2 separate regions of the Mus musculus genome follow, and region 1 is linked to region 2. Evidence: chromatin contacts called from public promoter capture Hi-C data. All regions are on one chromosome and are shown on one strand. Each heading gives the region's core, a stretch centred on a gene start, on an enhancer-like site or on the middle of the called end of the contact. The rest is flanking DNA. Distances are from core to core; before and after follow the strand shown.

Region 1 (4,446 bases), core at 1,893-4,392, 1.1 Mb after region 2:
TCCTCTCAAAGATTTGACAGCGTTAATGAAGAAAAAAAAAAAAAGTCTGGAGCTTAGACAATGAATTGATCTCTAAGAACACCATACAGTTCATACCTGACCCTCACACATTGTCCTAGGATCCTGGAAGGGAAAAGAAGAGCTGGCAGCCAGGGAACGTGCTCAAGGACCCATAGGTGACATCAGGGCCTTTGTGGCCTTAAGTGCCTGGAGTACTTTTCTCAACACAGCATCCCCAATTCACGATAATGAATTCACTCACTTCTTTGCTTAACTTGAAACAATCACTCAAGCTAGAGGCTTCAAATACTTGTGTGACTTCACCACTGACCCTACCTCGGGACATCAACAGTGACCATAGGCTAACCCAAGAGTGAATGTGGGGGAGACTTCCCCAGAATCTCCCCAAGATTGTTTGGAATTTGATCACAATCCCCAAACACACCAGTACATGAGTACAGTGGAAACTGCACACATAAACACATACAGATAAATGGTACATACACATGCAACACTGCACACAAACACACACAGGGTAAGCCAGGTGGACAGGGAGCCTTCTAGATACATGGACTCCTTGCCCATAGAGCCTCCCTTCTGTCCTTAAAAAAAAAAAAAAAAAAAAAAAAAATCTTCCAGCAAGCTCTGCCAGATAAAGCCATCCACATTCAATCAGAGTGGATGCATGGTACTGATTTTTGTATTTGCATATTCTCTTGCCAAAAGGAATAAAAAAAAATCCCTTTTCATTTTGTTTAAAAAATAATAACCATGCCTTTTAATGTTTAATCTCTCAGCAGCGCCTCACACAATGTTTCATACAAGTTAAGTATAAATGGAATGACTGCTGTCTAAATAAATGGTCAGAACAATCCTGAAGCTCACCCACCCACACACACCCACACCCACACCCACAGGTTTCTGTGGCTGGTTGGAGCTTGGTGACATCCTCATTGTTGACTCCCAAGTGGTATCATGCGACTTCAGTAGGCTCCTCTTTAGAGGAAAGGGAAAGGGCCAAAGCCATGAGAGGAGAGCTTGCTGCAAAGTGTCTCTGCACTTGGGCTGTATTTATGAGAGGCTGCAGAAAGGATAGTTCCTGTGGGGAAGCCAGACATTCAACCTTCTTTGAACTTGACTCCCCTGAAGCAGTGTCATACAGGCATGGGGTCAGTTACATTGTCAGGTTCCTCAGAGGCTGGCTGTCATGCACTAAGGGGGTTGTGTCTACAAAGCATTTCACATTTAAAGCCTAAGTCCACTCTTGCTGTCACAGGCTCTAGCTCTTCCATTGAACTCCAAGACCCCAAGACCAGGTCTCATCAGGGTGTGTGTTTGTTTGCTGATGTCAATCATCTTTCCTCTTTCTTTCATGTCTCCTTGCCAGCTTACAGAATGGAGGTAGTACTCACGCTATGTTGATACTGGGTATCTTTATGACAGTTCTCCGATACTTTGATAGCCATCAAAGTCTTAAACCTACAGTGAACAGGGGCTATCCAAGAATTGGAACATAGATATAATGCAGTTGGAAGGCTGTGGATGGGAGTAGATATGGTTTATTTCAAAGGGGTTTGCCACTGTCCACAATGCCAGAAAAACAAAGATGTTCTTGCTTCCTACAGCTCTCTTCAGAGAAAGATCGCCAACTGCTTTCAAACACTGGTTCCTCATCCTACACTGTAAGCATGAGCTCTCCCTGAGCGATAAGTATCTCCAGTTGACCCTGAGAAGAATAATTACAGGCAGGTCTTGGTTTCTTTTCTTTTCTTTTCTTTTCTCTTCTTTTCTTTTCTTTTTTTTTTTTTTTTTTTTTTTTTTTTTTTTAGGTCTCCTTTCTGCCACACTTGATCATACAAAATGTGAGCAAAAGTTAGGAGGTCTACACAGACTCCTGAAGCCTTCAAACTTAGTTTCTAGAAGAAAACTTCCCTTAGAACCTGAATATAATTCTTTGGAATATTATTCTGTTGTATTTGTTGAGCTAGATGCACAGGCAATCAAAGAGGAAGGACTTGCTATAACAGTAGGAAGGAAATGGAAACAGGCAGGTGGCTGGACACAGGGGCACAGAACACATTTGCATTTTGAGGACAGGCGACTAATTCCCAGTCTCAGCTCCTAGAACTTACAGACTACCGCCTCCACCCACACTCCAGCCCTGCCACTTTCAGAAGGTGTGATTTTCACTTTCCTTTTCAAATGCTAGTTAGAACCCGGGATTCCCTCCTCTGCTGTTGCTACTCATAGGCCAACTACCAGTCAGCACTCCCTTGCTGTGCTTTAGTTCCTGAGCTAAATCACTCAAAAGAGCAAAGACCTGTTTGACCCACTGATTTCAGGGGATTCAGTCCAAGGTTGCCTGGCCCTGTGGTTTGGGAACCTGTAAAGAGGCACTGTACCACAGTGAAGGGAAAGGATCAGCAGAGGAAAGCACTCACCTCCAGGCAGCCGAGAAGCAAAGCAAGGCATGCAATGTCAGTACCCCCCTTTTAAGGGTGTGTCCCCATTGACCTCACTTCCTTTCCTAAGGACCCACTTCCTGCAGCTTCTAGAACCCCACCATAGTGCCACAGGCAGATGATTAAACCTTGAACACATGAGTCTTTGAGGGGAGAGAGAAGATCAAGATTATAACAAACCACTCGTTCATTCTTATATTAGTCAGCTCTCCTTTCACATCACAAGAGCAAGGATAACCTAGACAGAGAAAACACATCCACAGCTTAAAATGCAGAAGGTTCTATTTAAAATGGAGCACTACACCACTCCAGTGAGGTCACCAGACATAATGACAGGGATTCTGTGTTAGCAGGCTACCAGGAACACATAACAAGCCTTTGAAGTCATATCCGTAAGACACAAGAACCTCTTAGACATCACCTCTTACAAGTCCAAGGAACCTCTCAAGATTGCATGTGGGACTATTAAAGATATTGCCCACATTCAAAACACAGGAATCTTTTAGATTGAACCTAAGTCCCTCCATGTAAAACCTCCAACTACTTGTGTGTCCCACCTGTAACTTTGAAATGAACATGAGTCTTAATATGTCAGCTCCTCATAGTGACAGGACTGCCTGAGGGCAGAGGTCATCTAGAGGTCATCATCCTTGTGACCTCACTGCCTCAAATATGGCAAGGGCCTAAGAAACATTTTCAGAGAAAAAAACAAAACCAGAACTGTGCTAGGCATGAGCATGCACCCTGTAATTCCAGTGCTCCAGAGGATCTGAGTTCAAGGCCAGTCTGAACTACTAAGCAAGACTTTGCCTGAAAAGGTAGGGAGGGAAAGAAGAGGAGAGAGGACAGAAGTGGGGGAATAACAAGAGGGTAGAAGGTGGAGGGGGCAGGGATTCACCTGTGGCAGGTAAATGAAGTAATTTAAAATGTAAAGATCCAAGCCCTAGGTTAGCACCCTGGAATATAGCCAGGAGACTGAATGGCAAGCAGAAGGGCCACAGTAAATTATTTAGAAAAGATTAAGGTATCTTTTATAACCTTTGTTCTGAAATTCGAGTACTCTGGCAACTTGTTTTTAGAATGATTTTGATGAGAATCGCAAAGAGGCCATTTGTTTGAACACCCTGTAGGTTAGTATCAGGTAGAAGATAGGCTGCTATCAACACTGTTTACCAAGTGGCACCAAAATAACTGCTATTTCTAACATAGGACCTCTGACCTTAACTCAAGCTTTAAGTCACCTTGGCCTAGTCACCTAGGAAGCTTGTCACCTCATCTGAGGCAGAGCACAGATACAATTCCTATTCCAATAGTAGAAGAGAGGTGACTCCCAGAAAGAAGCTCCCAGAAATAAGGCAGGTGGCAACCTTGGGCAGACGGAAGCATCTGCTTCCAGAGTCAAGAATTGGCACCTTGTCTTCTGTGGGCCCAGACAGATCTGTTTACCATCCATCCCCAGTGAGCGTATATGGTATTGATAAAATATTTACTAAGTCTTAATACTTGTCCAAACAACAAAACTATTTACATTCTGTGTTCTAGAAGGCAGGCAGAGTGGAAGAGGAAAAACACAGGCCCGTCACTCCATCCTTCACATTTCAACACAGAAGGAAATATGGAAAACTAAATGGAAACCAGGCCAGTAAGGGAAAGCACTTTATTGGGTTTTTTTTTTTTTTCTTTTTTCCGAGACAGGGTTTCTCTGTGTAGCCTTGGCTGTCCTGGAACTCACTCTGTAGACCAGGCTGGCCTCGAACTCAGAGATCTGCCTGCCTCTGCCTCCCAAGTGCAGGGATTAAAGGCATGCGCCACCACACCCAGCACTTTATAACATAATAAATCCATTATCTCCAGGGAAGGTCCCCAAACCTAGCACCTGCTTTCCGCATATCTTCCTTATGATCAGAAATGTCCCACCACAAGTCTGAGGTCATATTCATTTAGCAGGGAGTCTTCTCTCAGAAAGAAGCTCCCAAACCAGGCA
Region 2 (3,989 bases), core at 1,174-3,673:
TCCCCCAGCAGAGTGACATGAGGGCACAGGTGGCTGGTGAGGAAAGCCTCAATGCTACAGGGTGCAGGGCACCTGTGCACCTGCAGCAGGACGTGAGCCTCAACCTTTTTACACAACTTTCTTTCTTTCTTTCTTTCATAATTCTCTATGCACAAGAAGGATGTGAAGTCCAGACACCCTGTGCACGAACCAAGTCCTGTGCTAACTAGAGATGCAATGTCTTAATATTTACTTGCTTTTGCCTGACTGCAATTAATTGCTGCCCGGACTTGCTAATTTTGACAACTGACTTCTTACTGATCTCTACGACACCAAAATGTACTTATACATTTAGGAAATGTATTGTTTGATTGAAAGAGAGTTCTAATAGTAAAGGTGGATATAGATAGATCAACATGTAAGTTATTCCATCAGGCAAACAGCAAGATGATCTTCAGGCAGTGTTGACACTGATCCCAACTACTGGAGCCTCCTGGGCTGGAAATAAGTCTGTGAGGCAGTTTCACAGACTGACGCCTGAACTCACAAGAGCTGGTAAGAACTGTAGATACACGAGCTTGCTCCTCCCTGCAGGCTCTTAACTTTCCTTCTGTTTTGGTTATAGCTGGGACATCTGGGGAACAAAAGAACTAAACTGCTCGCCCCCTGCAGATTAAGTCCCAAGATCATCAAGCTGGTACACGGCTGACTCAAGAATGTAATTCCTTAAAATCATGGGCTGACAAAACAGAACTCGGCTGGGCGTGGGGGCACACGCCTTTACTCCCAGCACTTGGGAGGCAGAGGCAGGCAGATTTCTGAGTTTGAGGCCAGCCTGGTCTACAAACTGTGTTCCAGGACAGCCAGAGCTACACAGAGAAACCCTGTCTCGAAAAACCACCAAAACCAAAAACAAAACAAACAAACAAAAAAAACCAAAAAAACAAAAAACCAAAAAAATCAGAACTCAATCCAGCATCGTAAGACCTGGTGTCTTAAGAGACACAGCTATCTATGGCAGGTTTGTACTTCCACATAGGCCTGGATTAGTGTTACTCTAAGTATTTAACAAAAGCCACACACCAGCCTCTTGGCAAGAAGGAAAGCCAAACCATTTGTCCTATCTGTTACCCACACAGGCCTTGGCTTTCCTGGAGAGGGAAGGAGCAGGCAGGTGCCTCTGTCAGGACAGAGGAAGAGAGGAGGGAGGAGCAGACAGGAGCGAGCTGCAAGGCAGCCGAGCAGCGAAGACTGTGGTGTGGGCGCTTCCACCTGAGTCCACCGATGTAACCAATCACACTCTAGACTTCCTAAGGTTTCCTGCAGCTCTGGGATCCTAAAAACGTTAATTCACTCACTTCAAGGAAGGAAAAGAAAAATCCAAACGTCTCACTTTCTGGACGGATGCTCAAGTCCAGAGACATGACATAAACCAAGATTCACCTCCAGGCTCTTTGGGTTGAAGTGTGTGTAAGAATCACAACAGTCACAGCAGTTTATAAAACACCAGTGTTGCAGCAGTCCAGAGAGAGTAGTAAATACTATCAGATGGAGTGCACAATGGTGGACCAGGAATGTGAAGATGGAGATTAGGAAGTACTTTTGCCTTTTAAAAGCCAGCTACAAAGTAAAACAAGGGGCAGGGGGATCTTATGATTTTCCCTATGGCAACAATGTGGCTATTTCTGGCCCTGTTTCTGAGTCATTCAGGGAATTAGAGTTGTAATTCTGAACACTTGCCCTGGATTGTGACTGGGAAGCATTCGACTGGTAAGGAAAAAGGATCTTACATTTTTGTAAGCTAGTACCAGGAACAAATGCTAGCTAACCCACAGAAGGGCTGTGCTGAACTTGAATTCCTTCTATTTTCCTTAAGCCTCACACATGGTATGTGCTGAATAAAGATTTAATTCAAACCTTTTTTCAGTTACCTTTGCTAATATTTATAAATTATTTGGAGGAGGTAGATTTGAGGTTGTTCCTTATGATTTAAAACTATTTAATGTGGTTTACAATGCTAACAAAATTCTCCATCAGAGTTTACAGCTGCAATCTGAAGTGTCTAACCTGAGTATGTCTACTTGGCAGACATTTTCAGCGCACTTAGGGTCTTCCGTGGATGACTCTACTCACACCACAAACCAAGCACTGCTTGTGATGCTCCCTCAGCAGATTGCTAGCCCCCAAGTCCACCATGAGCCCGCAGCCTCCTCTCCCACTCTGTGCATGTCTGTGCATGCAGGCAGCAAGGATGCTAGTCAGTGTGCCCTGGCTCCCCTGTGAAGTCTTTTTGTTTTCTTATTCTTCCTTCACCCCCAATCCTAATTTTGCTTCTCTCCATAGCTTTTGTTATGTGGGTCTCAGCTGCACAGAAATAGCTACAGATCTGACCACACACCACAATTACCCACTGAGATCTTCTAGGAGAACAGAAGAGTAACATCATGGCCTCGGCAGGTCTCCAGCTCCTTGCTTTCATCCTGGCCGTGTCTGGGGTGTCTGGAGTACTCGCTGCCACTCTGCTGCCAAACTGGAAGGTTAATGCATACGCAGGACCCAACATTGTAACTGCTGTTGTCCAGGTGCAGGGGTTGTGGGTGGACTGCACGTGGTACAGCACTGGGATGTTTAGCTGCACTCTAAAATACTCCATTCTGTCGCTCCCCGTCCATGTGCAGACTGCGAGGGCCACCATGGTCCTGGCCTGTGTTCTGTCTGCTTGGGGGATTTGTACTTCGATAGCAGGAATGAACTGCACTCACTTAGGAGGAGACACACACACCAAGAGTAAAATTTCCTTTGCTGGAGGAGTCTGCTTCATCACTGCAGGGATCTCTGGTTTAATCCCAACAGTGTGGTACACCAAGGAGATCATAGCGAACTTTCTGGATCTGACCATTCCGGAAAGCCACAAATATGAACCTGGAGGAGCCCTGTACATTGGGTTTATTTCGGCGATGCTACTACTTATCTCTGGTGTTATTTTCTGCACTTCTTATATACAGAAGAACCAAGAACCATGGATCTACCCTCCCAAGCAGAAACTTTCCACTACCTGGCAGCCAAAGAACAGGCGAGCACATAACTTGAAGGATTACATGTAAAGAGCTGTGGGATGAACAGGTAGTGAGGCCTCTGAGAGCCTGCTCAAAATGTATTAGAATGAAGAGAAAAACCACATGTATGCTTAATTTCCTTTAAGAGAATATAAAATATTAAAAAATTGTGAGGTACTTTAAAATGCCAACAAACGATCACATACAATTATATCTACTGTCTTGCGTTTATTTTCCCATTATTGCATTCATGTTTTATTTAAAGTATGTAACTGAAAGAGGGCCTGACTAGACTAATAAAGTGATGGATGACAGTATTAGTTTACTTTTAAAGATAACTTTTTAATATATCTTTTACATTACTTTTTTTTAATTGCAAAGTATAAAAATGTTCTTGATCAACATCCTTTAGTGCTGATCAGGAATATCGCCTACTTTTGCCCCCTAGTGGGCAATGTCTGAATATTCTGCTGTTTTAAAGCCACAGGATGTGAGGAGACCCCAGGAAAGAGAAACAGAACTCATGCAGATATCACCCAAGCCATCCAGCCATAGACCCAACTTCCATTCCAAATTTTCATGTGTTATAATATATGCAAATTAAGATTAGATTGAATTAATAAACTGGTAGATGCTACTGCAGCACAAAAAATCCAATATAAACACAAACTAAAATATAGCACTTTTAAAGTACCAGCTGAGTAATAAGAGCCCTGCTTGCTTCAAATTACCTGAGCACTGACCCCTCTTCTGCATCCAGAAAACGATTACATTCATTTCCCCAACTCTTTGGATTCATCCCATCCCAATGGCTCACATTTGTCACTATTTGAGTAAGTCCCTTGTGTTTGAGACTGGGTCTTACCGGATAAGCCACATGCCTCCCTCCTGTGTGCTGGGCTTACACACATACTCCACTATGCTCAGCTTAGTCACCTTTAAGTTGTATTTTTT

What was found. Promoter capture Hi-C pulls out the DNA fragments that hold promoters and counts their contacts.
Region 1: a promoter capture Hi-C map of embryonic stem cells shows a contact between it and region 2, with 3 times the contacts expected there. The contact joins the promoter of 4930517M08Rik here to the promoter of Cldn20 in region 2. A contact is called at or near these places in 2 of 39 promoter capture datasets (embryonic stem cells and hippocampal neurons).

The regions. Positions count from the first base shown.
Region 1 is chr17:4,631,838-4,636,283 of GRCm38.p6, forward strand. It overlaps 4930517M08Rik (RIKEN cDNA 4930517M08 gene), which reads left to right and starts at 3,143. Exons shown (of 3, transcript NR_130984.1): 1 at 3,143-3,280; 2 at 4,008-4,104. It overlaps Gm34259 (a long non-coding RNA gene), which reads left to right. Exons shown (of 3, transcript XR_876346.1): 3 at 1,626-1,683.
Region 2 is chr17:3,530,131-3,534,119 of GRCm38.p6, forward strand. It overlaps Cldn20 (claudin 20), which reads left to right and starts at 2,424. Exons shown (of 1, transcript NM_001101560.1): 1 at 2,424-3,083. The coding sequence starts at 2,424. The coding sequence ends at 3,083. All of the region lies in intron 5 of Tfb1m (transcription factor B1, mitochondrial), which reads right to left.